Linked DNA regions of Mus musculus: region 2 is linked to region 1. Evidence: chromatin contacts called from public Hi-C data. All regions are on one chromosome and are shown on one strand. Each heading gives the region's core, a stretch centred on a gene start, on an enhancer-like site or on the middle of the called end of the contact. The rest is flanking DNA. Distances are from core to core; before and after follow the strand shown. Region 1 overlaps Shld1 (shieldin complex subunit 1). Region 2 holds the start of Lrrn4 (leucine rich repeat neuronal 4).

Region 1 (6,221 bases), core at 1,100-3,599:
CTGGAACTCACTCTGTAGACCAGGCTGGCCTCGAACTCAGAAATCCACCTGCCTCTGCCTCCCAAGTGCTGGGATTAAAGGCATGCGCCACCACGCCTGGCTTCACAATAGCATTTCTTAACAACTGGATGAACATTTACTACACTGTGAGAAACCCAGTCATGGTCTGGAGAGATGACTCAGCAGTTAAGAGCACTGACTGCTCTTCCAGAGGTCCTGAGTTCAATTCCCAGCAACCACATGGTGGCTCACAACCATCTGTTATGGGATCTGATGCCCTCTTCTGCTGTGTCTGAGGGCAGCTACACTGTACTCATATATATATATATATATATATATATATATATATATATATATGATAAATAAATCTTAAGAAAAAAAAAAAAGAAACCCAGTCATCAGGGGTCAGGTACAAGCTCCAATATAATATGAAAAGAACTCAGTACATTAGCAAGAAATACTGTCCGGTGATAGTAATTCACACACAAAGCCAAAGCTCACTAGCCCAGTAGCCAGTTTTATAAAGCAGGGAGACCATGTTACTGAGTATTTCAGATCTAACAAAATGACCCATAAAACTTTATAGAAAGCCCTTGGGGGTGGGAGGGAGGGACAGCCTTGGCTGTCTTCCAGAGTCCACTCAACACTGACTGTTCAAAGACTTCTAGACTCGACTGTATGCATTGACCCTGAGCAACAGTTATCAATACTTTTTTACATCCTCCGCCTTTGCTAATAAGCAACCAGCACAAGAAGCAGCTCAATACAATCCGCTCCCTCAGCACCCCTCCAGCAGCTCAATGTGCTGGCTCCCTCGGAAGCCCTCCAGGCGCTGGCCTGTAGACAGGTGCTCGCCAGCCAGCAGCGAGAGAGAAGAGCGGGGACTACAGAAGGCTGATTTTTATTTTGGGATTTTTTAATTTTAGATATGCAAATATAAATTCTTCCAGAAATAGTGAGAGGTTTGTGAGGAGAGTGATGTTTTCTTAGAAAATAAAAATATTACAGCACTCTATATAGATCTTTAAATTAAAAAAAAAAAACAAAGTTAGCTGTGCATTGTCTCACTTAATCCTCATAGCAACTATGTAAGCATCAGTATCATTCTACAGAGGAGAAAAGTATGGGTGAGAATCATCTACCATGGGGCACAGGCAAAGGGAGGCAAGAGAATTTAATTCAAGCTCCCAGACATAATCCATTTATCAGTTATTCTATTGTTAGTGAGATATCAGCTCAGCATCAGTACCCTCAGTGTCAGAGATACCAGCTCAGCACCAGTACCCTCAGTGTTAGAGACATCAGCTCAGCATCAGTACCCTCAGTGTCAGAGATATCAGCTCAGCACCAGTACCCTCAATGTCAGAGATAACAACTCAGCATCAGTACCCTCAGTCTCAGAGATACCAGCTCAGCATCAGTACCCTCAGTGTCAGAGACATCAGCTCAGCATCAGTACCCTCAGTCTCAGAGATACCAGCTCAGCATCAGTACCCTCAGTGTCAGAGACATCAGCTCAGCATCAGTACCCTCAGTGTCAGAGATATCAGCTCAGCATCAGTACCCTCAGTGTCAGAGATATCAGCTCAGCATCAGTACCCTCAGTGTCAGAGATATCAGCTCAGCATCAGTACCCTCAGTGTCAGAGACATCAGCTCAGCATCAGTACCCTCAGTGTCAGAGATAACAACTCAGCATCAGTACCCTCAGTGTCAGAGATATCAGCTCAGTATCAGTACCCTCAGTGTCAGAGACATCAGCTCAGCATCAGTACCCTCAGTGTCAGAGATAACAACTCAGCATCAGTACCCTCAATGTCAGAGAAGATTGTTTGCAGGAGGAACTTACAATGGCTTTTGTCCAGTTTTTGACACTTCAGTTTGTGACAAGAAGCCTTTAAAAAGAGTGTTCTAGTCAGTTTGTGTCAGCTGGACACATGCCAGGGTCATCCAGGAAGAGGTAAATTTCATGAGAAAACACCTCCCTCAGATAGACCTATGGGCAAGCAGGTGAGACAGTTTCTTGATTTATGATTATGTGGTAGTTCTTGTTAATGACTAATGTGGGATGGTCTCCACCATTACATTACTTACCTCTTGGCCCTGGAAAGCATAAGAGAGCAAGCAGGCTGAGCAAGCCATGAGGAGCAAGCCCGTGAGCAGCACTCCTCCATGGCCTCTGATTCTGCTCTTGCCTTTAGTGCCTGCCCTGACTCCCTCAGAGGTGCAGTGTGACTTGGAAGTTGTAACAAACCCAGGAGATGAAACAACCCCTTTCCTCTCCAGGCTGTTTTCAGTCCTGGTGTTTATCACAGCAACAGAGACAGTAACTAGGACAGAGAGCACATGATTTCTATGTGGTTAGGTCAGGCCTCCACTCCCTTGTCCTGTGACCTGCTGAGATCACAGGAGGAACATACTCTGAGAGTAAGGGGAACTATGAAGACCTCTGTCCCTAAACTGTCACAGAGACCACGGGCTGGGGCACTTCTCTAAGTTCTGATCTCTAGGTCTTTAATTAGAGGAGAATAGGCCCTTTACAGCGCCCTTCCTGCTTTGTGCATGCATCAGAGCTCAGTGTTTATCCAGGTTACAATGTGTGCAAATGAACCGATGCTGACTGACTCCTGCTGAAGCGGCAATGGTGGCTGGAGCAATCTTTCATTAAGTTGGACCTGCTTGGGGTTGGATGTCCAGATTCAACGTATAAGATGGTCTTAAGTGCCAGGACAGCTGCAGAGCTAGCCCAGTATTTGACGATAGACAGGTAAAGGATATGTGTCTGGTGCTCTAAGGCACAAGCTGAACAGAACATCTGTATGTGGCCACTGCCAACCTCTCCTGACTCCCAGAACACCTCTGCAGTGGCCATGATGCAGTAGTTTCTGACTTAACACTCAGCACAGACTTGCAAATGCCCCCATTCAGATGCACATGCAAAATAATGAAAAATAATCCCATAGCTCCCCAGAGGTCCTGCAGCTACTTACAGCACCTATCTGCTAACTGCCATCCAGCCCAGTGTCCTTTCCTCCACCACAGCATTGTGGGTCTCAGGTTCCCTTAGTCACACTGCATCTAGGGCAGCCCCTTACTGAACTTTTCACAAAAGCACAGTACAGACAAAAATAGTCAACTAGCAAACAAAAACCCACAAACAACAACAACAAAAAAAAAACAAAAACAAAGCCAGAGTGACAGTGAGGCCTCTGTGAAGGGCAGCGACTCTTTGGCGGGAAAGCCACCCTGAACACTGAAGAACCTCTACCCACCAGAGGCCAGTAGGACCCTCCAGGTTCTAACAGTCTTAAGTACTGTGTCCCGCTGTGCCTGCTGGGAGGTGAGACTGCCCCTAGCTGAGTTACCTTCACAGCCCACAAGGCTGTGGTAAAATGTAGGGTCACAGAGGAAACCACCCCTCTCAGCTGCTGAGGGTCAGTGCACTCACCGGGCCAGTCCCTGTGGTAGAACAGCAGTGCAGTCAGGGGCAAGTTGGACTATGGTATTGGAGGCCGCCGCGACCTTACCTGATGCTGCTACTTGGCTATCTCACCGTAAAGCTGGGATATAAAGGAAAATAGGGAACTTAGCTGTGAGCTCAGGGTAAGTTCAGTTCTAAGACTTTCCTTAATGACACCATATAGACAGGATGCTCTCAGGAATGACTCTAAATTGTGGGTCTCAGGTTTCCTAGTGCTGTGACCATTAATACAGTTCCTCATGTCTCGGCGACCCCCAACATAACACTGTTTAGTTGCTACTCCCTAACTGTAATTTTGCTACTGCTGTGAACTGTAATGTAGACATCTGATCTGCAGGGCATCTGATCTGTGGCCCCCGAAGGGCTGGAGAACCACAGGTTGAGAACTGCTGCTCTAAACCTTGGCTCATGTTCATTTCACGGACCTGCGTGGGTTTCCTACTTTCGTACAAACATGTACAACCAGATCCTTTCTATTTAGCCACACGATTCAGTAACTTTCAAAAGCTGCCATCACTTATAAATCACTTACAGATACAATTTTGGAAAGAGAAGTTGGCCCAGCACTTCTCGCCTCCTCCTAGGAGACGTTCCTCTTGCACCTCCACCTCTGCCAGCGCCACCGAGTGTGCCACAGCAACTCAAAAAAACAAAACAAAAAGCCACCCTGAAGTTCCTGTGTGGGGTGTTAATTTGATGTTCTAAAACAAAATTCCCACCAAGATTAGCTCCTAACAAAACTGAATTCTAAATACACACACATGTGGGATATGTATGTGTTCGTGTGTGTGTACATGAATGTGCATGTGGGTACACATTTGCATCCATGTAAAAGCCATTGTTCCCCAGCCTACTTTATCTTTATTATTTTTAGGTGTGTGTGTATGTCTAGGAGCACTGGGCTGTGTGAACAGGTGCCCAGGGGGCCAGAATGGGCAGCCTATTTGGAGCTGGAGTTCCAGGTTCTGACTGACCAGCATGGGGCACCTGGGAACTGACTCCAGTCCTCTGCAAGAGCAGCAAGCGTTCTTAAATGCTAAACCATCTCTCCTGCCCCATACCTATGATTTGTGACAACGGCTCTAATCAAATGTGGAGCTCAACAATTCTGCTAAGCTGGCTGGCTAATGAGCTCCCAGGATCCACCTATGAGCCCCACCCACCTCAGCACCGGGATGACAACCGTTCAACTGCAGCTTTCATCTGGGTACTGGGGATCAGAACTCAGGCTCTCTCACCCTGCAGGCACTTTACTGAGTGGGCCATCTCCCTAGTGCTACCCCTCCCTTTTTTTGAGATAACTCATTCTATAGTCTAGGCAGACTTAGAACTCAGGGCAATCCTCCTGTTTCAGCTTTTCAAGTGCTTTTACAAAAACCAATCAACCAAATAAACAAAACTATGTTTATAGCACATTTTTCAGAAGATATTTTTGGATAAAATCTGCTAAACTGGTATACTGGCTAGTTTTGTGTCAACTTGTCACAGCTGGAGTTATCACAGAGAAAGGAGCTTCAGTTGAGGAAATGCCTCCATGAGATCCAGCTGTAAGGCATTTTCTCAATTAGTGATCAAGGGGGAAAGGCCCCTTGTGGGTGGGACCATCTCTGGGCTGGTAGTTTTGGTTCTATAAGAGAGCAGGCTGAGCAAGCCAGGGGAGGCAAGCCAGTAAGGAATATCCCTCCATGGCTCTGCATCAGCTCCTGCTTTCTGACCTGCCTGAGTTCCAGTCCTGACTTCCTTGGTGATGAACAGCAGTATGGAAGTGTAAGCCAAATAAACCCTTTCCTCCCCAACTTGCTTCTTGGTCATGATGATTGTGCAGGAATAGAAACCGTGACTGAGACAACTGGTGATACCTGACATCTGGCAACAGAGCTTTCAGGTTTGACTCTATCAATGGAAACATTTATTCACCGAACGTATTGACTGAGATGCATGTATGAGGAGATCCAAGACGGTCAGTGACAGTGAAAAACTGGACAACCAAACATCCATCCATCCCGTATTACTCATCACATCAGATAAATCATGGTCAAACACACACTGCAATGCTGCGCAGCCATGGAAACAGGAGCCCTCTGCATGCACTAGTGTGACAAGATGCCCTGCCTTGGTAAATGAGAAGCATGCGGTGGAACCCTCTCTTCCTGGCAGTACTCACACCCAGAACTTCACACATGCTAGCTGAGCCCCCTCCCACCAAGCACACCTCAGGGCTACCCCCATGTGCTTTTAAAACCTGATGTGCTTGCCGTCCGTGCATCTAAACACTTGGGTACCTGGATGTATTTGTTTGGATGAATACACTCACAGGTGCAGGGATGCAGCTGAAAGGACTTACAAAGTTGCTCACAGAGACGCTTTATAGGAGATGCTTTGGGTAAATCCGAATGATTTCATACATTTCACACAGAACTTGCTATGTACATGCAGACTAGCTGGCTTTGAACTTGTGCAGTTCCCTGTGGCTACGGGGGCTGGGATTATATGCATTGCCACCATATCTGGCCTTATGTTTGATTTTATATTTTGCTGTAATATTTACTTTTATTTCTATTTTTTTTAAAGAAAGAAGTAAAACATTATTATTAAAAACTTCTGTGGGACTAGAGCTGGCTCAGTGGTTAAGAGCATTGGCTGCTCTTGCCTGAGTTTGGTTTCCAGGACTCAAAGAGTGGCTCACAACCATCTCTAACTCTAGTTATAGGGAATCCAATACCCTTCTCTGTCCTCTGAGG
Region 2 (6,221 bases), core at 2,145-4,644, 170 kb before region 1:
CCCTGCTTTTTACACACACCCAGAGAAGAAGTGTAATTATTGACTGTCTGTTTCCCTGGGAGCCAAGTGTTTCTAACATTCTAACCATGCGATCTTTCAGGAGAAATCCCCTGCCCCACAGCCCTGCTGGGAACCTGTGATTGCAAAATCCTTGATGATTTGCATTTCTTTAAAGATATTTATTTTATTTATATGTATATGTGTGCCTAGTGTGTGTATGTGCTCCCTGTGCATACAGGAACCCAAAAAAGGTCAGAAGGAGCCATTGAATCCCATGGACCCAGAGTTATAGTTTTGGGGTATCCTGTGGGTGCTAGAAACCAAACCTAGATATGCTGTGATGGTAAGTGCTCTAAACCACTGAGCAAGCTCTCTAGACCCATGGTGATTCAATTTTCTATTTCTACATAAGTCCCCTCCCCATCTCCACTTTCTCCTTAACCATCTCAACACTAGGGCCAACCATGACCCCATCATGCCTTTCTCCATTCATTCGTCATTTTCCCCAGGTGCCAGGCACACCCAGCACTTACCCATAGCAGGTGGGCCTCCTTGGAGTGACTCCCTCCATGTCAGAAGAAGCCAGCTATGTCTGGGAGCTGCAGCACTAAGAACCCTGGGACCAGCAGAATACAGAAGCAAAGTGTGAATGCTATATTCCTCAACAGTAGATAGATACATTCCCCCAGAGAGTCTACCGCATAACTAAGTCATTTTTTGTTTTGTTTTGTTTTGTTTTGTTTTGTTTTTTTGAGACAGGGTTTCTCTGTATAGCCCTGGCTGTCCTGGAACTCACTTTGTAGACCAGGCTGGCCTCGAACTCAGAAATCCGCCTGCCTCTGCCTCCCGAGGGCTGGGATCAAAGGCGTGCGCCACCATGCCCGGCTTAACTAAGTCTTTCTTTTCATAGCAGCACCAGCTCATTACTATCAGACTCTCTGAGCTTTCTCAGATCACCCCCCAAATAAACTCCCTGCACTTGAGCCCTTAGTTAAAGGTTTCCTGAGGAAAACATCAAGTAGAGAGGAGGCTGAGTAAGAGACTAGTTGCTCAAAGGAGAGACACTCCAGCAGGGTAAGAGTTCCTGCTCCACATCAGGGGAAGGATGTGATAGATATTTGAAAAACACATACTTCGTGGTCCCAGGACTTTGTCATAGGACTTTAGCATCCTCCTGTGGATTACTGTCTATAGGAGGGCAGGTGAAAGATAAGACTAGAGTCTGTGATTGGGCAATGAAAAAGGAAGGCAGGGCTAAGAGTTTGGGGGGTGGGGAGACAGGGGACAGACAGGAAGGACAGAGAAGGATAGAGGAAGAGGATAAACAGGTTCCAGGTGGCTTGAAAGAGCCACAGATAGTTAATAGAATAATATAGGACAATTTGTCCAATCTAGATGGACAGCTTATATCATTATCAACCGAGTTTTGAGTTCTTTGAGTGGGCGTTCTATGAGTTAAGAATTTAGTTATAAATCTGACTGATAAATTACAAACCTCTGGAATTTTTATTTTACTGGGTTACAGGGATTTGTGACAGCTAGCCACAGGAGGTGAGTGGCTGGGAAGATAGAGCAGTTCAGAGGCAGGGAAACAAGGAAGCCGGAAGCTTGTAGCTCCCATTGGGGGAGGGGAGACCGCGGTACTGGAGCATAGCTGGCATTAGCATGGATTGTTTGTTTGTTGGTTTTTAAATATTTTTTAAAAATTTATTTATTATATATGTAAGTACACTGTAGCTGTTTTCAGGCACACCAGAAGAGGGCATCCAATCTCATTATAGATGGTTGTGAGCCAACGTGTGGTTGCTGGGATTTGAACTCAGGACCTTTGGAAGAGCAGTCGGTGCTCTTAACTGCTGAGCCACCTCTCCACCCCCCCACCCCCACCCCCCGCCCCGGATTGATTTTTAATCATTACATGCAACATCCTCCTATGGTAAAACACGTATGTCACCTTTTCCTATGCTCCTGCAGTGCTACAAGAGAAAGGACTGCAACAGAGTTCTTCGGTGTCCCTGAAAAGCTCCCAAGTGCCATACAGTGGCACTTCCTCATCCTACTATGCCCAAGAAGTCAGCTCATAGACAAAAGGAGACTTTCTAAATATTTTAGTGTCTTAAGTGATATGGATTTATCTGAGTAGCTAAGAACGGTTATCTTACGAGGAAATACACTGGGTCCACTGAGAGCAACAGAACACCTTTTGGTTCAGAATACCCAGATGGCTCACCCATCATCTGCTCCAGAGCCCAGTCAACTCGGGACTTTGGTTTCCTTATCATGGGATTGTGGGCAGTACCTTGAGAAGATTCGATGAGAGAATGCTTATGAACCTGGGATCTAGCAGTGACCCTGACTAAGACAACGTCTTTTCCTCCTTGTGGTCTATCTAAACAGGGTACTTATATTTTAATGGGTTCTGGTCCTTCTTATCTGGTGTCTCCAACTGAAATCAGCTACCCATGCTGACTTCAGTGGAGGCAATGGCTTGACCAGGATGAACAGAGCATATTTAATATTGAGAGAAGTCTGAGGCTTTGATTCTTGGGTATGCAACTCTGTCCAAAGCATTGAGGATTTCATGGCTGGGCCACAGGAGCCAGTCTCCATCCCCTTCCCTTTTCCATCTTTTCCTGGTCTTCTACACCTCCCTCTCACCCATCCCTCCCTCCCTGATCAACCAGTGGTGTCGGGTTTCTACCACCAGGGCCAGGACCCAGACCTCCTGGCCGCTTCCCTACAGAGAGCACTGAGCAGACTCCCCTTAACCTGGCTCAGGCCGAGGAATGCTTCTAACCAGGTCTCAGCCAGCCTAGACCGAAACACTTATCTTTGAGACACTGCATAAAGAGGACATCAAATGAAACCACCAGGGACTAGTAATCTCATCAGACCAGTTTGAAAGGTTCCTGGGACTTCTCAGAGATGCCCAAAGATAAGCGCTGACAGGGGGAAAAACTGGAGGCTCTGGTCCCAGGGTCTATATACAAAGAACTGAGGACAATAGCCCAGCATGCTCCCAGTCGTCCTGGTGGGCCTGGGATGGCTGGAATCACCTAGAAGGGAGACTAAGATTCCTGTGAGGTGAGCGTGCTGCTTTACTGAGTACTGCTCTTCCTGCTGGCTTCTTTTCTCAAGCTTGGGAGAAGTTTAGCAAAGAAAGAGGACGGGGAGGAGTGGGGGTGGGGCTGGAGCTGGGAATGCCAGGTCTATGGAAAGAGAGGCCTGAGGCGAGAGGGAGGAAGGGGGATAGAAAACAACAGAATTCTTGGTGGGGAAGGAGGGGCTTCGGGGCAGGAGTGTCTCAAGCTCCTCCTGGATGGAGCTGGAGGAGGGGCAGCCGGGAACCTGGCTTCTTCCCTCTGACATTCAGAGCTGACCCGGGAGGTCACTGGTTCCTACAGTATTCCAAAGACTGAGGACCTAAAAGGGCGCGCCACATCCCACTGGGACAGCTGCCTGGTAAGTATGGCATACTACAGGATACATTAGCACCTGGCTCCAATTCCCAGCAACGTTCTCATCACTTTAACTCCCTACTAAGAGGGGAGCCTTGCCCTAGGAGCCTTAATGGTGGCTCACTGTTCATATCAGTGTTCAGCAGGGAGCCAGGGTGGGAATCTGCAGTAATGTGGGCTATCAGACAGTGACTTCCTGCCCTGCACAGCTAACAGGGCTGGGCAATCAATCCCTCCTGCAAAGGGCTGACACCCAGTGCTGGCTTCTGTTAGAACCTATCTGGGACCAGGATCCCAAATCTTGCGGGTGTCTAGGGCTCCTATCTTCTTCTGAAGGCAACCCTGAGCTTCTCTTAAGAAAGAGACACCAGAAGTGGCAGGACCCTTGTATTATGAAAAGTTAGCCAGATGATGGTTTCTAGGTACAACTAAATCTTCCTTGAGTCCATACTTTTAATCTCAGCAGAGGTTTAGTCTGGATGTGTTCACGGTTAGAACGAAGCTGCTTAACCTGGGGTGGGGGAAGTGGGGGGGGGGGTGTTACAGAGGAAGAGAAAACAACCTTCTCTCGAAAACTCAGAGAAGGAGCACACGGAAGCATGAGGGCGGGGGTCTTGGAAGAGTCAGGCCAGGCATGGAAAAGACAGGGAAGACTCCTGCTGGAAAAGCAAGGACAAGCAGGTGTGTGATGGATCTTGCACCAGAGATGAGGAAAACGCTCGTCTCCACCTGCTCACTGACAGAAACGAGGTGGGGGTGGGGACGAGGGTGAGGGTGGGGATGAGGGTGGGGGTTACTTCCTCCCCGGACACACACACACACTACAGGAACTTTGTGTGCCTTTCGTTCGGGGCTTCCTCTGAAACCATGGGCCCTCTGTAGTCTTTCCCTAGAGACTTGACATGCGGTGGACGCTGATGCTGCAGCTGCTGCAGCTCCTGCTACAACTGCTGATGGCGCAGAGCCAGAGCCTGGAAAGGATCTCCCAGGACCGGATCCCCCTCTTCCGACTCACTCAGCAGGGAGACTGGGACAGCCTCGACCGCCACCCTACCGACTCTCTCTGTGTAGGACTCCCCGCCGCGGGAGTCACCACTCTGAACTTGGCGAACCGCAGCCTGGAGAGCCTGCCTAGCTGCCTGCCGCGCACGCTGCGCAGCCTCGATGGCAGCCACAACCTGCTGCGCGCCCTTAGCGAGCCTGTGCTCGGCCGCCTGCCCGAGCTGCGCGTACTCACGCTGCACCACAACCGCATCTCCGTGCTACACTGGGGCCGTGACACGCTGGCCGAGCTGCGTGAGCTCGACCTCAGTCACAACCTGCTGACCGAGCTGCCGCCCTGCGCGGGGCCCTCGGGGAGCAGCCTGCGCTCGCTGGCGCTGGCCGGGAACCCACTGCGAGCGCTGCTGCCACGGACCTTTGCATGCTTCCCAGCGCTGCGGCTTCTCAACCTCTCCTGCAGCGAGCTGGGCCACATCGCCCAGGAGGCATTCGCGGGGGTGGACGGTGGGCCCCTGGCGGCACTGGAGCTCTTGGATCTGAGCGGCACGAGCCTAGAAAGAGGTGAGAACCGTGTGAGGGCTACACATGTGCCTTTGGGGAGGTTGGAGATTAGGGTTGCGCTCTTCTAGAGGTGGCCCCAGAAACCATCCGCGTGTGCCCAAAGTGCTCCACAATCACAGAACTGCTGATAATCTCCAGATTATATATGAGGAAACCAAGGCAGAGAATGGTGGCGTGACTTTACCAAAGTCTCAAAGGTCTAGCGTGCCTAATGTCCCCAGATCCAAGCCCAAACATTTCACAGGCAGATCTCAACATCTTAGCCACTGCCACTGCGTTCTGGCTAGATGAACGCTATGGAATGACGAGGCGAAGTTATCATTGTGGCCCTTGACAGACGAACTTAGCCTCAAGCATGCTGAGGAATTCATTGATTCCACTGTCCCACCACCCTCATTGTTTCTTTGGATGTTGGATCCTTTCAACGGAATGTAGGAGGGAGATGTCTTTGATTCAAGAGCACGATTTTATTGGTCTTTAAAGATACCTCATGTGTCTATAACCAGTGTTCATCACAGCCGTGAGAGGAAGAGTGGCAGGGGGCTAGAGAGAACGAGGAATTCAGAAAAGGGGATGTTTTCCATATATTGGGAAATTACAAAAATTGAGTTCCTGGCCCCGCCTCCAACCCTGTGCCCTCTTGTCCTTTCTTATGTTCCTCGAAAGCTCTCAGCTCTTGGGAGGCATTAGAACTAAGTCTGGCTACTTTGCAAGTGGAGTTTAACCAGAGGCTGTGACAACAGCAGGCTTGGAGATAATGTCCTGGGTACAGACTCACACCTGCTGTGAGTTGTCCATTGCTTCTTTGTAATCTTAACCAACCTGGGCTGTGAGAAGGATTAGGTAGAGCTGAGAAAGAGCCTTTCCAGCTGCCCTACCAGTGACCCCACCCCCAACCCCATCACTCACTTCTTTATTGCTGGTTCTGGTCCCCTGGGTCACTTATTTCCTTATTGCTGGTTCTGGTCCCCTGGGGTTTTGTTCCTTACTGTAATGGATAATTTCCTTTGACTTTAGTTGAGTCTGGGTGGATCAGAAACCTGCCAAAGCTCAAGTCCCTCTTCCTGAGAAAGATGCCCAGGCTGAAGACACTGGAGGGAGACATTTTCAAGATGACTCCCAACCTGCGGCAGCTGGATTGTGGAGACTCTCCAGCACTTACTTCTGTTCACACAGAGATCTTTCAAGACACACCCAATC

Evidence for each region. A called contact is a pair of places that touch in the nucleus more often than the background predicts.
Region 2: a contact with region 1 is called in a Hi-C map of the HPC-7 cell line, with 3 times the contacts expected there. The contact joins the promoter of Lrrn4 here to the enhancer-like site in region 1. A contact is called at or near these places in 4 of 39 promoter capture datasets (embryonic stem cells and liver), 3 of 484 Hi-C or Micro-C datasets (the C2C12 cell line, the HPC-7 cell line and liver) and 2 of 115 datasets of contacts at active chromatin or transcription factors (embryonic stem cells and large pre-B cells).

What each region holds. Positions count from the first base shown.
Region 1 is chr2:132,706,854-132,713,074 of GRCm38.p6, reverse strand. All of the region lies in intron 2 of Shld1 (shieldin complex subunit 1), which reads right to left. It overlaps Gm52525 (a long non-coding RNA gene), which reads left to right. Exons shown (of 3, transcript XR_003953907.1): 3 at 4,355-6,221. Among named protein-coding and RNA genes, the nearest start is that of Gm22245, 7.1 kb to the left of the region's middle. Within about 2 kb of position 2,349, at least 43 of the 459 cell types and tissues checked have an H3K27ac peak or open chromatin away from gene starts, as enhancers often do. A contact at or near this core is called in the HPC-7 cell line, where this site is marked.
Region 2 is chr2:132,878,035-132,884,255 of GRCm38.p6, reverse strand. It overlaps Lrrn4 (leucine rich repeat neuronal 4), which reads left to right and starts at 3,394. Exons shown (of 5, transcript NM_177303.4): 1 at 3,394-3,462; 2 at 4,341-5,021; 3 at 6,039-6,221. The coding sequence starts at 4,361.